Linked DNA regions of Neogale vison: region 2 is linked to region 1. The links are chromatin contacts, called in public Hi-C maps. All regions are on one chromosome and are shown on one strand. The core of a region is the stretch at or near the end of the contact, and the rest is flanking DNA. Distances in the headings are between cores, read along the strand shown. Region 1 holds the start of IRF1 (interferon regulatory factor 1). Region 2 overlaps SLC22A5 (solute carrier family 22 member 5).

Region 1 (5,495 bases), core at 1,547-4,046:
GAGACCAGGGCACACACCTGTGTGAATGGCCCAGCTTCGGAACAGACAGGCATCCTTGTTAATGTCCCAGCCATGTTTGGCAGCGTGCTTCCATGGAATCTGGAAGATCATCTCCTCCTGAATGGCACACACACACACACACACACATATACAAGGCTGTGTCATCTCAGAGGCCACAGGCTTTTTGCATGAGTCTGCCCAGCCCCCCAAGTCTGGGAAAAGTTTGACTTCCCCTTTTCACCCTGACATCTGGCTTGGGTTGACCCTTCCTAAGAACGGCTTAAACAGACAACTGTATAGCTCTCAATCTCTCAGTAGGGGCTCTGGGTTCTGAAGAGCTATGGCAACATCAGCTCAGCAAAGGTCTCCCTCTGCCTGTTACAGATGTGTGGGACACACACAGAGCACATTGGGATGCTCTCTGGCTTTCAGCACCAACATGGAAGGGAGGACTCCATCCATCATACAGGACTGCTTAGGACACCTGGGACCACTGGCTCCTACACAGGGGGTCCTGGCCATATACCTGAGGGAGCCCTCTGCCAGTCTTCGATGCTGACTACCTGTGTGACACTGGCACTGTCACTATACCTCTTGGTCCCTCACTGGTCTCTGTGAAACGAGGAATCACAGTGACAAATATAAAGACTAAGCCCCACTTTTGTCATGACTGGTGGTTAACGCTATGGATTTTTGAGTCTGACTATTCAGGTTCAAATCTTGGCTTTATCACTTCTTCTGTGAACTCACGGTCTACCTTTCAGGGCCTCAGTTCCCTTATGTGAAAATGGAGATACTAATAGGATCTACTTCACAGGGCTACTGTGAGGACTCAGTGATGCAATATAAGTAAAAGACTTATCACAGTGTCACACTTGCTTGTAGGGAGTGTACCCTAAGCATGAGCTATCATTATTAATATTATTATTACTACAAGGTCTGCAGGGTCTGTGTTGCCGTTTGTGCACCAGCATGAGGTTTCCTGGCCCTGGGCCAATGGTGCAAGGTTAATTTTTGGGTCTGCTGCTGAACCAGCCATACTTCTTGTCACTAGTGCCCACTTCTCTGTCTCCTAGCTTCCGGGAACCCTGTAGGATGCTGTGTGTTTGTAGTCTCCCTCAGAAGAGATCAGAACTTCTGGCTCTGCAGATGCTGGGAGCGTCCTGCTGCTAGAAACTGTCAGTGCCCTCAGGTGAGTGCCTCCTCCACTCCGAAAAAGGAAGGCAGAAGTTGCTTAAGTGCAGTCCAAGGCTGGGTCTTGCATCCCCCCTGCACGCAGGACCCACTGGGAAGCACATCTGCCTCCTCCCCATCACTTCCCTTTTTGAGCTGTATCTGATCCCTTGGTCCCCCAAAGAACATGTGTTAAAATAGCAGCAGAAAAACCCAAAAGGTTACACTCACTTTATTGATCCAGATCAGCCCTGGGATCTGGTTGGAATTAATCTGCATCTCTAGCCAGGGTCTCATGCGCATCCGAGTGATGGGCATGTTGGCTGTAAAGAGAAAACAGAGGCTCTGGTTTGGAGTCTGTAGAGCAGCCCCTTAGGCACTACTTGCCGGCTATCTATCACCACCCCTACCCCCACCCCTCCAAGGACATTCAGTTACTTTCCTATGCCTTCCACCAGGTACCAAGTACTACAATCATGGGGGAAGGGGCTTTCACGGTTATAAAGCTGCCCTCCAAATATTTTCAACATCTTGGGTAAAAACACTTAAGCCCCTTCCCCCACACTCCTCTAAACACTCTTGGGAGGAGACAGGAATGCAAGTGATAGTTTCAGGATTTATGTGCAGGAAAAACAGATAAAATACACAGATATCTTAATAGCAGAACTTTCCTCCCAAATTCAAATCCTTTGGGAAGGGAGAGGCTTCTTTTGGTTGATGCCAATAAATTCCCCTACTTGAGTTTCTGCCACTACCACTAGCTGTGCACCTTCCCTAGTGGCAGGCAGTCACCCCGCACTCTACCCGTCACCCCCACCCCACCCCCATTTAATCTACGCTGCTCCAGACAAGGTACCCCTCCGGCCCTGCTCCCTTCCTCCGCTTGGTAGCCGAAGGAACACCTGTGGCGCCTCTTCCAAAGCCCCAGCAGGTCTGCCAGCCATCCAGGGCATCAAGTCCCAGCCCCCAACACCTGCACATACGGCCAGAAACCTAAGGCCTGGGCGCAGAGCTGGGACCGCGGAAAGCCCGCGCGAGAAGCACGGGGCGCCCACGCGCGGACGTACACTCAAGTCCCCGGCACCGCTCACGAATGCGCGCGACAAACCTACCGAGCCACCCAGAAGGCCGGGTGGCTCCGCGCACAGAGATCTGCGACAGCGGCAGGGCGCCGGCAACCTCGGCTCGTGGGCGGTCCACGCCGCGCGGCCCGCCCTCCCCGCGCTGCCGCTCGCCGCTCCTCCAGCGCCCTCCCGAGACCGCGCGGGGGCCCAGGCAACGCCGCGCGCCCGCTACTCTCCCGGCTGGGGTTGTCGGCCCCCACTTCCTGGTGCCCTGCGCGCCTTTGTTCGACGCCACCGGTCCCCCCCGCAGCGAAGGCGGGCTCACCTCTGCAGCGGGCGCGATCCAGCGGCGGCGCCCGAAAGTCCTGGCGCGGCTGGGGCAGCTGTGTCCGCGCCGGGAGCGCAGTTCCGGGAGGTAGCGCGGGAAGGCAGAGGATGCCCGGGTCGAGGGGCCGTTGGGCACGGCTGGCCTTGGCTTGGCACAGCTCCTGCTGGCCTCTGCTCGACCGGGTTTAGGCGCACGTCCTGCCTCGACGAAGGAGTGGCGCGCTCTGCCGGGGCAGCGGCGCCGGCGAGAAATCTAAACACTTAGCGGGATTCCCCCAACCCAGGCCCGGCCCCGCCTCCTAAAGAGCCGCGAGGGCGCCTATTGGTCGGTGCCGCCCCATCATTTCGGGGAAATCAGGCTGTTGTAGAGCTAGCGGCGAAGGGGAAGTACAGGGCGGCTGCTCCTCCCCACCCCCTCCGGCCCGGCGCCGCCGCCCTGGGGCGACCGCGGGCCCGCCCCGTCCGCTCCCACTCCACCCCCACACCAGCTACCCGGGAGAAAGCTGTCCTGGAAAGACGAAGGCCCCCGGCCCGCAGTTACTCCCCTCACTCCGTATTCTCCCAGCCTGCTTGATCCTGTGGCCAACTCTTCACCCTCCTCTCCTGGGGGTGGGGGACTTCTGTCTTCTGAGCGCAGGTGAGGTGGTTACCCGGGCACCTGCCGTCCTCTTCAGGGTGAACATACCGGGATTGAATCCCCGTAAACTAGCCTGGTTCCTCAAGCCTGCTCATGCTGTGCCGAGAAAGAAGGGCCTGGGCCCTCATACTCCCCCTTCTCGAGCAGTGACCCACCTCTAGGGCACTCACCTCCATTGACGAAGTAAGGGAAAGCCTAATCTGCCTGGGGGTTCTGCCTGGGGTGCTGCCTGGGGCTGCCGGAGGAGAGGAAATCCCGGTTTGGTCGCTGTAGGTGCACCTGACATGGGACTGGGAACTTCAGTCTCCTCAACTATAAAATAAGAAGCCCAATCTCGCTGGTTTACAGCGACGGAGAAATTATGTCTGTAAAACAGCCTGCCGCACTTGGGGACAGCAGGTGCTCGCGGCTTTTGAGGTCCCTGCCCAGAGACTAACAATGGCAGAGAGGCACCTCCCCCTCTTGTGGGTCTACATCCTCGGAACTGCTATTCAGCTGACTTTAGGGAAAGGAAGGATTTCAGAGAAGCCACGACTGTTGAGTTGGGGTAGGGCTTGGGTAGCTAGCACTCCAGTCTTAGGCCACGTACACAGCCTCACACGGCCCTTGCATTGGGAGCTCCTTTGTAGCTGCATTGGTATTGCCTGGCGTCCTCAGCAGAGAGATTCTGGGCAGCATGGGGGAAATTGCTTAGGGATGGCCAAGGCCATGGATGTGGCCAAAGAGTTGAGGAACCCAGGTCCCAGGCTCTTGGGAAGGGCAACTACTTAACTATTGTGCTTTAAAATAGACCTTGCCGCACTTGTACTCCTAGAGACTGGACTGAGTGTTCCTTTTCCATCCAGAACTCTGGCCCAGCAGGTTCCTTCCTCACCTTCCCCAAAGCTGCTGACTCAGAAGTCAATTGCTCCCCCAGGCTGGGCTGGTCCTGTCATTCCCCTCACCCAGCTCTCCCTTCACAGCAGCAGCACCCAGTTGCAATGGTGCAGGCTATAAATAGACTCGTTGATGCAGCATTCCACCTGTCAGTCACTCTACTGACTCCCTCCCACAGAGGAAATGGATGGGTTAATCCAATTCTGGTGCACTAGAATCTGATGCTATGATAACGCGAAGCTTGGTTCCCAAGACACCAGCAAGAATGGGTCAGAGCGGTTTCCCAGAGTGCGGTGGGTACAGTCACTTAGAGAGGCAAAAAGGCAGGAGGAACTGCAAGGAAGGAGCCTAGCTGGTTGTTAAGAAAAATGGAAGAAGATCCAGAAGCCCAGCAAGGCATAGAAGGGTTGGGGTGCTTTAAATGGCAGACGGAGTGGTAACCCACTACAGAAATCAAGACCTTCGGAGCCAGAAGAGCAGAAAGCAGGTGGCTCCTGAGTTGTGAAGTCTGTTCTCTATGCAGCAAATGGATGCTTGTCCTGTCTCTAAGAACCTGATATAGTGAATGGAAAATTCAAAATGAGATCAGGGAAAGGAAGTTTGCACCTCATGTGTCTCATAAATTGATCAGAATGACCCTTTAAAGGCAATAGGAGCCTGTAAAAAGTGCTTTAAAACAAGAACTTTATTTTAATTCACAGATAATCATCTGTATCTGTATATCTTTCCATGTCATGAAGTGTACTTCTACAATACAATTTGTAATGGTATATTTTATTCTCTAATAAGGATAAATAAAAACTTACTGATTAATCTCCTGTTGTAGGATATTTAGGTTATTTCCATATTTTCCTAATACAGACAACAATGTGTAGCTAAATCTTGCCCATGTCAATTTTTTTGCTTAGGAGAAATTCCCCAATGTTAGAATTTACTGATGAAATTGTCATTTACATATTTGAAGGGGTGTTTGACCTTTTTTTTCTTTTTAACTTCTAAGTCTAGGGATTCTTTTTTGATATTGAAGCCTGTAGGAATCTGCTTATCATGATCAAGGGTGCTACACTACCAGTCAATGAAATAAAACTACACCCCGGTTAAGTGTCCCAAATTTTTGTTGTAACAGCTCTTGAATCCATTCTAAAATGTATCACACATTTCCTGTGATGCTAAGCAAAACAGAGCCTTCCCTAGGTTTTTCTTAGTAATTCAAGGCCAGGCCTTTAGTCCTCTCTGACTCAAAATACTCATCTTCTGTCATTTCAGCCATCCCTTGTGGACAGTTAGCCTCCAAACACAAGCTCTGGTTGCCTTTTGGACACTACACTACAGCCCTATCCACAGATTCACAGAGACACAAGCAAAACTCTTGGCCTCCCTCCCCTTTCTACACTACCCCTAGCAGCTTTCTCTCATCC
Region 2 (5,495 bases), core at 1,183-3,682, 110 kb before region 1:
GCGCTGATCGAAGTGCAGAGAGAAGTAGTAGTAGCTGAAAGATGATGGGGTCTAGCATGACCTTCAGGAAGCGTAGGCCCTAGTTCTGGCTTGTGTTTCTGAGGCTTCACAGTGCAGGTGCTGGAAGAAGAGAGAGAGCACTGGAAGTGAGAGTCCTCAGGGTGGCCACACAGAGGAAGCCAGACTCCATATGGGCCTCCAAGATAGAGGAGTTAGGCCACCAGAGAGGAGGCCCTCCTTACCCAGAGAGGGAACACAGCAGAGAGGCTGAGGTGGGAATCGCACCTTGTAGGTGGGGTTCTTGAGATCACGGCTCCCCTCAGAGCTGAGAGCATTTCAGAGCATAATAGAAGAGAACATAGAGCATAGCATGGGTCCTGGTCATGACCAAAGGGCAGGGGCCATCGAATGACATAGGAAATAAGATCCACAAAGTCTCAAAGTCCCAGGTTCTTTGATAAACTTATGTAGGGGGTCTGACAAGTCACTTGTGTGGATCCCGTATGGGGAGTGAGGAAAAACTGTAGGCGAAGAGGTCAGTGCAGAAGCTTCTGTGGATGCTAGAGCCAAGCCAAAGAGTACAGTGGGGCAAGGGTCTGGGCCAGCCTGCACCCACCACAGAAGCCAGGCTTCTGAGCCCATCTTGTGCCTGTCTCCTCATTGTCCAGCAGGTGGCACCACCGCTCTTCAGAAATGGAGGTGGCCAGCCTGAAGAGGAGCAGGCCCCTCTAAATTTTATGCACTCCAGGATACTCAGAAGCTCACACTTTGGATCATTAGTGGGTATGGTGTGAACCATCTCTGCTTGGTCTGGAAACACCAGACATTCCCCAAACGCATGTCTGGTTCTAAAAGCCCGTTTTCCTGCCTCCACATATGTTCCACCTGGTCTGTTGGGCAGGATGGCCTCAGCAAAATGGCTCCTTGTACTTCCAGGTTCATCCCTGAGTCCCCCCGATGGCTCATCTCTCAGGGACGACTTAAAGAAGCAGAGTTGATCATCCGCAAGGCTGCCAAAATGAACGGGATTGTTGCACCCTCAACTATCTTCGAGTCAAGTGAGGTAAGCCCTGCAAGGGAGCTGGTGAGAGGGTCTCGGTGACCATGATTTTAGGGCAACACCATGCAGGAGCCCAGCCCTCTCTCTGCCTGAGCCCCAGCAGCCCCCAAGCAGGCCCTGTTAAAATTCACAAGTTGGGGAGAAGGCACCAGCTGTTAAATCTCTTCACCTTCCCTGTGGGTTTTAAGTTGTCATACTCTGTAATTCTTTTCTAGGCAATCATATAGTCAAACCATTAAGTAACACTTTGAGTAATAGGCATTTCATGAAGTTGGCATTGTGGGAAATCATTGCTTCTTAATGCCTTATAGTTTCTCATTTTAAAAGAAATATAGTACAGGGCGCCTGGGTGGCTCAGTGGGTTAAGCCGCTGCCTTTGGCTCAGGTCATGATCTCAGGGTCCTGGGATCGAGTCCCGTATCGGGCTCTCTGCTCGGCAGGGAGCCTGCTTCCCTCTCTCTCTCTCTCTGCCTGCCTCTCCGTCTACTTGTGATCTCTCTCTGTCAAATAAATAAATAAAATCTTAAAAAAAAAAGAAAAGAAAAGAAATATAGTACATAAAATATGAAGCAGAAGTAGGTTTGGAGTTAGAAATGTTTGGTCTCCTTCCACTCACCAGTCATTAGTTGCTGCATATCCCTTTGCAGCCAGGTCCTTGATATCAGCCCCTTCCCCCTACCCCACCCCTCTTGCAAACCCTGTTCTCATGCACCATGAGTAATTTCCTGGCTCTGCCTGATTCCTGGGTCTTGCTTCTCCTTCCTGTTCCCTCTCCCTCCGCCCTCTGCAGCAGGCAGTTTTTCTTAGTCTCATGACTACCACAAGAGGTTAGAAGTTGTAATTGCTGGCTGATGAGCTTCTGGAATGTGTCTCTGATCTGATGGGAAGATAAGGGACCTGCTGTGAGAACAGCCACCAGCAGTCGTACTCACGTGTGTTCAGAAGGAACATGAGAGACGCTTGGGACTCCGGATGCAGACCCAGGGCTTAGGAGAGGGAGACCAGCTACCATGGGCTCAGAGAAGCTGCTGGATTGGGCCTCACAGTTAAGTGCTGGCTCAACACCAGCTCCCACTCAACATGTTCTGGAAGGGGCTCGAAGCTCAGACGTCAGGGTAGGAGGAGGTGGCAGGGAGGGCTTTTAAGTGTGGGAGCCTTGGTGGCTTTTCATTGGGGGTTCTGTCTGGGAGAACCCAGAACCCCACTGGCATTATTGAGGAAATGAGGCTATTTCAGGGGATCCATTAAGTCAGAAGTTGACCTTTTGTTGAACTGCTAACTCGAGAAAAACAAACTCCAAAGCTGGGTTTGCTTAAGAAAGCAACATCAGTGTGTTTAGACGTGTGGTTTATTAATGTTTGTGGCTGTGCCAAATTTCATAGGAAGTAACTCTGGGTGAAGCTGAGGTCAATTTTCCTGTTTTTCTATCTGAAATTTTTTTCCTTGGAAATAGACCAGTAACTACATGGTATGAGGACTCAAAGCATTAATTCTTTTAAAATATCAGATCAATAAACTACAAAATCAGTTTCTCTCTCTGACCAGAGGGCAGGGAGCCAGCCTTGGGAAGGAATGCTCAGAGGCCTCCCTGGAATGTGGTCACTGATGGAGGCCGGAGGTAGGGCCAAGAGGCCTGGGCCTCTGCCTTGGCTGCCTCTGCTGAGGGGCTGGTCACCACTTTTTCTCCTTATTCTCGTTCACTAATGGGTCATTGACAAGGCCTGGGGAAGCCTTACGCATCTCAAGGTGCACCCACTAAACTTACTCTTCTTTCAAAGAAACATAAAACCCTGGCCAACTCAGAGACACAGAAAGCTAAGGTGCTAGGCTTTTGGGTTTATTATTGGATCCCTGAGTCTCCAGCCTCTCCCTCCCATGCCCTTGTCATATCGTTCGTGCAGCTGCAAGACCTGAGTTCTGAGAAGCAGCAGTCCCACAGCATCCTGAATCTGCTTCGAACCCGGAATATCCGAATGGTCACTGTCATGTCCATAATCCTGTGGTGCGTAAGTGAGACCTACCTGAAGCTTCCAGACAAAGCGTCTGGCAGTGGCTGCCAGGCTTCTCATTGGCAAATGTGTCTCAGACCAAAACTGAAGATCTGTGTCATCAAAAGTGGAAAGGAGCTGCCATGCAATGAGAAAAGTGGGCATATCATAATTCTGAGCTCGATGGAATCTCAGAAAAGGAGTATGAAATCTGTTGGGTTTTTGGGAAGCTGTGGAGTCTTCAGGGAATCCTTCTAGGTCATGAGACAGATCCTTGGTCACTGTGGGCCCTAGTTTGTTTCTGTCCCCTGTGCTTTAGACAGTGACTGAAGATCCTTTAAGAAGGATCTAAGTGAAACCATTATGTCCTTTCCATTACAGAGACTGCTGAGTACTGTCTGGAAATGTGGAAGCAGGACATCCTCACTCTGGGATGTTCAGAGACTGTCCTGGAGGCAGGGCTGTGGCTCCTTCTAAGGAGGCATTTCGCCAAGTGTGTCAGAAGGGCATTTGTGAGTTACCAGAGAGAGGGGACACAACCTAGTGCCTCAGTAGCATTTGCTCAAGGATTCTAGCATTTGCATTCTAGCATTCTAGCAAATGCTAGAATCCTTAGGATTCTAGGAGAATACCTGAGCCTGCTGGATGACAAAGGCAGACTTCATCCCTGAGTCCTTATTACTAGAGTCATCTAGCTTTGGGCCAGCCAGCTCTTTGGCTTACTGAAGGGGTTACTGTGAGTCACTTATTTCTAAGGAATGGCCCAGGATCCCTCAGGGTAGTGCACCACCCTTTCGTTGGCCTCAGACGGGACCAGCATTCAGCCTGCCCAGCAGACCGGCAAGCCTGCGATGAGTCATTTGTTCTGTGGTTCAATCAGGTGCTCCTCCAGCCCTGGATTCCCCAGGGACTCCTGGACATTTACTTTCCCCAGATGGCACCAACTGTGGTTTCAACGTGCAGATGAGTTAAAAACCTCTAATCCATAAAGGTCTGGTGTGCCAAAGAGTGTTTATCATCGGCAGACAGACTGCCTGCTAGAGATGGGGTCCGGGCCTGGGATGCCAGGAAGCATGTGGATGAGGGGTGATGTGGCCCTGCCACTGGGGGCCCCTCCCCTTCTCCACGAGTACAGTGGGGTTGGGGCCTGCTGCCTCTATTCAACCTCCTGGCTGTTTGCCACAGAAAGAAGGTCTGCTGGAGGGTCTTTATCCCAGTGTTTGACCTAATGATTGTTCCTCCTTTTATCTGATCGCTCCAGTCCTGTCACATCCCACTCCATACCGTCCTCTGTGTTCACTCCCTCCCTCCTTCTGCAGTTGCTAGATTTGGGGAGGGTTAGAGAGTAGGGAAGTAGCTGTTGTAGGTACTTCAGCTTAGGGGTTTTAAAGCCAAAAGGCAGGTTAGAGGGTGTTACTGGGTTTTTGGTGTTTTGTTTTGTTTTTAAGAAAGTAAATCTGTCTGAACTCTATACGCCTTTCTGCTGGGACACTTTCTGTTTGAAATGTCCTAATACTGCTATGGCTCAGAGTTAGCATGGGGATGGAAGGATATTATTTTCTGTTCTAAGAAGACTTGGGGTTAAGTCTGCTCTCCTCCTGGTAAGGATAGTTTTGAATTTCCTGCGGTAATTGTATTTTTAAAATTTGTTCCGGTTGCTGCTTCTCCAGCTTCTCCCTGCACTCTGTTTCAGGATGACCATATCAGTGGGCTATTTCGGGCTCTCCCTTGACACTCCGAACTTGCATGGGGACGTCTATCTGAACTGCTTCCTTTCGGCAGTGGTTGAAGTCCCCGCGTATGTACTGGCCTGGCTGCTGCTGCAGCACGTGCCCCGACGCTATTCCATGGCCACAGCCCTCTTCCTGGGCGGCAGCGTTCTTCTCTTTGTGCAGCTGGTGCCCCCAGGTAGGGATGTTGTGCATCTGCAGTCTGGGGTTTTCGCTGAGTCACTCACCTCTACTGGGCTGTCTTCCCCAATTCATAAAGAAAATAAAATAGTGCTATGGCAGCTCACTTGCATATCAGCAGCCTTCACCAAAAAATCAAGAGGAAGTGTCTCCTGGGACCAGACACTGGCCATCGCCAGGGCTTTTGGGGAGTGGTGAGAGCAGCCATATGGGCTGTGGTTAATGGTACTCTCTGCCCCAAGTTAATGAGTGCGTATGTGTTTTTCTCTGAAGAGTAAGGGGTAGGAAAGGGAGCCAAACCCATGGCTTTTTAACCTGGCCTACCATAGTCATTTATTTATTCAGTAAATGGCTCTGGAGTGCCTCCCTGGGCTAGGCACTGTGTTTGGGGCATGAAGTAATGATGCAGAAGCAAACAGGTCGGGCAGAACACCAGGCCTGGAGCTCACACTCTAGTTGAGAAGACAAGAGACAAGTAAATAATATGCTTAATAAGGTACAGACCGGGTTACCTTTTATCATAACAAGAAAGGAAAT

Evidence for each region. Hi-C and Micro-C count contacts between places; a contact is called where the count stands out from the background.
Region 2: a Hi-C map of tongue shows a contact between it and region 1, with 7 times the contacts expected there. The contact joins the enhancer-like site here to the promoter of IRF1 in region 1. A contact is called at or near these places in 3 of 3 Hi-C or Micro-C datasets (fibroblasts, muscle and tongue).

Annotation. Positions count from the first base shown.
Region 1 is chr1:246,043,808-246,049,302 of ASM_NN_V1, reverse strand. IRF1 (interferon regulatory factor 1) reads right to left here and starts at 2,796. Exons shown (of 10, transcript XM_044227988.1): 1 at 2,563-2,796; 2 at 1,405-1,496; 3 at 18-117. The coding sequence starts at 1,491.
Region 2 is chr1:246,149,043-246,154,537 of ASM_NN_V1, reverse strand. SLC22A5 (solute carrier family 22 member 5) reads left to right here. Exons shown (of 10, transcript XM_044227976.1): 5 at 937-1,063; 6 at 2,962-3,062; 7 at 4,742-4,956. Among named protein-coding and RNA genes, the nearest start is that of SLC22A5, 17 kb to the left of the region's middle. Within about 2 kb of position 2,432, the one cell type or tissue checked has open chromatin away from gene starts, as enhancers often do. A contact at or near this core is called in fibroblasts, where this site is marked.